Linked DNA regions of Urocitellus parryii: region 2 is linked to region 1. A link is a contact called in public Hi-C data. All regions are on one chromosome and are shown on one strand. Each heading gives the region's core, a stretch centred on a gene start, on an enhancer-like site or on the middle of the called end of the contact. The rest is flanking DNA. Distances are from core to core; before and after follow the strand shown.

Region 1 (2,619 bases), core at 77-2,576:
AGATCACTAGGACAAATCAAGAGGCCTTTCTATTTCAACTCACTACAACCAAGCCTGGTTGCAAAACACACAATTTGCTGCCCCTTATTATTTGAAAAATAATAGGTCCCAGCTTAATTCTTTCCACTTAGGAAGCACCTGACGATATATGTGTATGTATAGGTAAGGATCAAATACATTTTTCATCCACTGAGTTATTATAAATGTGTAAGGATAGAAGATGAGTTCATCTAAAATCCTTGAGATTTAAGAAGCGAAGGTTACTTCAGCAGCCACAATGGTTATGAAAAAAACCCTGCAGCACAACAGTATGGAAAAGTACAGCCTATCACGTGTCTCCCACACCAAACACTTAACTCCAAGTACATTTACAATCTTAGGGTCCCTCCAAAACTGCTCCCCTCCACCTCACAACTGGAAGAAATCTATCAACCTCCTCCTAGGGTTCCCAGAGAGACTCATCTACCTATTATCTTACTCCTCCCGTTTTAGCTCCGCCCCCGCCTCAGGAATAAGTGGCCCTACTGGCCCCAGGCAGACCACCCTTCTCCGGGGTGTGCAAATGGGGAGTCTAACTAATTTTCTCCATCCTTACCGTGTTAACCATCCCAGATAACAGGCTGTTCACGAACTCTGTGGTCCTCCCACCCCCACGTGTCAGCTACCCTCCCCCACGTTCCCACACCTCACAATTTAGGCCGAGGAAAGAAAGGGGGCAGTTGAAAGCCTAGACCCCAAGATAGACCAACCTAGAACAATCTGTCCCACCGCAAGTCCCCTCCCACCTTCGGCCCCAAACCTTTACAGTCCCTTCCTCCCTCCTTCCTTTGAAACCAGGCCCTTGCCTCAGAAACCTCCTCTTCCTCGTCGTCGTCGTCCTCTTCTTCCTCGCTGTTGTTGCTGCTGGTGCCGCCGCCGCCACCTCCTCCTCCACCGCCGCCTCCGCCGCCGCCGCTGTTGTCGCTGTCGCTGCTGCTTTCGCTGCTGCTGGGGGGTCGGCAAGTCCGGTTACGCTTGGCCTTGTGGTGTTGCTGCTGCGGCGGCTTCTTCTTCAGGAGCAGGTCGCAGACTCGCACCATCCCACGAGGAGACGAAGCCGAGGGAGCCCCGCTGCCGCCGCCAACGCTGCCGCCGACCTCCGCCGCCGCCGCGGGGGGGCCCGCCACCGCCGCCACCGCCGGGGGGCTCCCTTCTCCCTCAGCCGCCGCCACCGCCACCGGAACCGTCGCCTTCTCCATCCCCAGGGAAAGAGGGAGGGCGCGGACGGAGGAGGGGCCTGGGGGCTACGCTCTACCGCGACTTCGGCCGCACCGGGGCCAACACAGCGTTTGGTGCCGCCTCCGCCGCCACCGCCTCGGTCACCTCTACTGCCGCCGCCGCCGCCGCCGCCGCTCCGCCAGCTCTCACCTCGTCTCGCGATACTAAGGGCGGGGAGCCTGACGATGGGAGGGAGGGAGCGTGAGGGAGCAAGGCGCGGGAGGAGGGGGGGTGCCGAAGCGTAGAGGGAGACGGATGTCGAGGGACCCAGAGGAGGGGAAACTAAAAAGACACAAGGGAAGTGTGCCCGGGGTGGCTTCCGATGGGAACGGCAAGGCAGAGCAGAGGTCGCGGTTTCCGCCTGAGTGCCCACGAGCGCCGGGATTTCTTCTCTTTCCCCGCTACTTCCCCCACACACAGCCCTCCCTTCTTCCTTCCTGGCTAGTGATTAGAACGCAGCCGCAGGCGGAAGCGCAAGTGACGCCATCAGCCGTCGCCTGAGCGGTGGCGCGCGGGTGGCCAAAAATCGAAAGGGAGATTTCGAGGGCCGGACCCGGACCCGGACCGCGCGGGCGCGCAGTTGCGGGGCGTGAGGGCGGGCCTCGAGAATACGAGCCGAGTGCGGAAGCGCGGTACCCACACTTTGTTAACAGTCAGCGGGGTCCGCCAGATCCGGGAAGTGGGGCCGCGTTCTGGACCTGTTGTGTGGAGTTTTAGTCTGGCCATTTTTTTTTTCCGCCGCCAAATCCGGAATTAGGGTTCTGGATCTTGAGAGGAGGCTTTGAGTAAGAAAAAGAGCATCTCTTGCCTAAGTTGAAGTCTTGGATCAGAGACTTCCTGGACCTGAGTATTACACATGTGTAATGTGAAAAAAAGTAGATTAGGCGATGTGTAAGATCATTACAACTCAAAAGAGGAGAAAAGATGTGGGATCTGTGCCGGAGTTTGCAGACGATTGTCTCTAATCTAGCTGTTCCACTTCTAACCAGCACAACTTTTATCTGTGAAGCGAGCGTCATAAGTAATCATGTTTGTCTCCATATATTTCTTTGAAAGAATATTACTGTCGGGATTCTGAGATCATTTTTAAGTGTCTGGAGAACTTGCAGAAGTTTTGAAATGATAGTGTAGTTTATTGAACTCAGAATTATCCATTTCTGTTCTAGTACGAGTATAGTGGCATAAGGAAAATGAAGCAAACATCAAAGACAGACGTACTGGCACAAGATAAAAAGTGTGTCTCAACTGACATAGTTGCCATTTTAAGACTGCTAAGTTTAGCCAAGCGTGCCTGAATTTTTTTTTTCGTAGCATTTTTGTTTTTAGCACTAGCATGCCATATGAAATGTGGGCAGTTGCCAG
Region 2 (2,619 bases), core at 71-2,570, 150 kb before region 1:
CTGCCGCTACCTTTCTTGTTTTGCTTTCCAGTAACTTTTTCCTAACTATAATAATATGAAAACCGTATTTATGAAATCTCACAATAATAATCCCTTTTTGTTTTCAAAGCATTTCAACTCATGTTATATGATTTCATATCATGAAGTTGTTATGTAAAGGAAGGTATTTTTATACTGACACCACAGAAAGAAGGATGTCCTAAAAAGTCAAGTGACAGCAAAACTGTTACAGGTGGTAAGTGCCAAGATAAGATATTGTTTGCAAACTGATACCTTAGTAGTTTCTTTCTTATAAGAAATATAAGCTGGAATACTTTGGTCAAAGATGCTGCTGACATACTGCCTGATAAAACTTTTTAAGATGTTAATGTTACATAGTTTTTTCCATACAATTTCTTCTGATTTTTTTAAAGTGTAATGTTTGATGACTTTAGTTTTTGCTTGTAGTGTGAAAAAAATTATCGGTGCATAATTATACATAGTAGTAGAATTCGTTCTTAAACATTTGTACAAGCAAACAATATTCTCATTTCTTTACTGGTCTCATCATGAACAAGTTGAGTAACCACTTGTGCTCTGAGCACAAACTCAGGAGGACAAACGAAAATTTCAGGTACACCTGTGACAGAATATTTACACATCCAATGCCACTTAAAATTTTTAGTAATAAAGTGGCCTCGATGACTAACAATAACACTATGGTACCATAGCGGGATCTGAGACCCAGGAAGACGTCTAACCTCCACTGCTAGGGCGACAGCAAGTATGCGCGCGGCTCGGCGCTCCTCACCTTGGCCAGGATGTAGTGCTGGTAAGCGGCCAGGGGCAGCGTGACCGCGCCGCGCAGGGCCACGGTGGTGAGCAAAATGCTGCCCCACCAGGGAAGGCCTGTGGCGGCGTGCGCGCAGAGCAGCACTTCCTCAGCGGCCCGCACCGGCGCGGACGCGGCCAGGGCCTCGTACCAGCCGCCCGCACCGTCGGGGGAAACTGCAGAAACTGACGCCACCGCCCACATTGGGAGAGCTGGGGGGTTGGCGCCGTTCCAGAGGGATGGCAGAAGAGGCAGGCCCCTAGTCCGCAGCTGTAGGGTAGGTAGCAACCGCTGCCACCGACCACCCATCCCACACATCATGCCTACGTTGGAGCGGAGCTCAGGTCGCGGGACTCCGGGACCGGCGATTCGCACGGCTCAACCCAGACCCCGCGCAGGCGCCAACTGCACTAGGCGTAGCCGTGCGCGCCGTTCCGCAGCCTTCCGATTGACCTTCCTATTCAAGTCGGTGACGTCTTGCGTCGCACTGGAGATGACGTAAGAGTCAAGGAAGTCCCACCTTTCCCACGCGGCACTAGGCAGTTCTGGAACTCACTGGAGGAGCTCCAGCGGCTGGGGTCCCGACCGGAACTGCGGACAGGGGCGGGGTGTTCTCTAGGGAGAGTTTACTTTATAATCTAGTCTTCTGCGTTTTCACCAAGCCTAATCGTGTTATTGGTAGTGAACTCTGCTTGCTATGTGGTTTTGTGTCCAGAAGTTGTTCCTCACCATTTTTCGTGCATCCAACTGCTTCCGCTAGACATTCTGTACGACAATAGTGCCCAAGAGTCAATGCTTTGCTGAAATGCCGGCTTTCCCGAAAGTGGTGTTAATCAGCATTCGTTAAACATTAGGCATAATTTAGTCTTTGGTATAATATTTCATTGGTCCATCTTTTCCGGCTAGCGTTTTAAACCCCAGTTTCCTTCGATACATTATATATAGTAGCAAAAATCTTACGTATTATCTTCTGATTTAAATAGTAAGGATCACGGGCAGTAACTCAAGTAAAAATACATCAAAAGAATGGATTATTTAACCTCTACAGTGATTAAAAAATGGATTTTTTTCCTTCGGTGTAATCATCTTGAAATAATATTCTAAAGTTTCTATTCAAAAGAACCTTGTTTTTTTAAAAAAAAAATTTTTTAAGTTATAGAGGGACATAGTATCTTTATTTATTTTTATGTGGTGCTGAGGATAGAACCCAGTGCCTCACATGTGCAAGGTGAGCGCTTTGCCACCGAGCCACAACCGCAGCCCCTCAAAAGGAAGTTTTTAAAATATAGTTCAAACGTACTGTGATGCCAGATTTATAGGAATGAGTTTTTGTTGTTGTTGCCAGATTATAGGACAGCATTTTTTTTGAGCGGGAGAGGGCAGTGCTGCTGGGGTCAAACCCAAAGCCTTATGCATGTTAGGCAAGCACTCTACCACTGTCCTTAATTTTAGGGTTATGTCACAGTTAATGGTTTCCTCAGCTTTGAGTTCCTTACAGAGTAACTAAATGTATAAAGCCCTGCATGGTTCCACTTAGGATTTTCCGATTTTGTGATAGTGTGAAAGCTATATGCATTCAGTGGTAACTGTACTCCAAATTTTAAATATTTTCTTAGGCTAATAATTTATATTCTTGCTGCAGCTCCCAGCTACTCTGTCATCATAAAGATAACCTACACTAGCTGGGGGTGGGTGTGATTCAGTGGTAGAGTGCCTGTGTAAAGAAGGTCCTGGGTTCAAACTCCAGCACAAAACAACTCACCCTCCAAAAGGCTACTCATACAGCATTACTGTGTTCTTATTGTTTG

Evidence for each region. Hi-C and Micro-C count contacts between places; a contact is called where the count stands out from the background.
Region 2: a contact with region 1 is called in a Hi-C map of muscle, with 5 times the contacts expected there. The contact joins the promoter of Cox18 here to the promoter of Ankrd17 in region 1. A contact is called at or near these places in 2 of 2 Hi-C or Micro-C datasets (liver and muscle).

Annotation. Positions count from the first base shown.
Region 1 is chr10:88,750,597-88,753,215 of mUroPar1.hap1, reverse strand. It overlaps Ankrd17 (ankyrin repeat domain 17), which reads right to left and starts at 1,326. Exons shown (of 33, transcript XM_077803459.1): 1 at 846-1,326. The coding sequence starts at 1,238.
Region 2 is chr10:88,903,271-88,905,889 of mUroPar1.hap1, reverse strand. Cox18 (cytochrome c oxidase assembly factor COX18) reads right to left here and starts at 1,320. Exons shown (of 6, transcript XM_026402581.2): 1 at 791-1,320. The coding sequence starts at 1,132.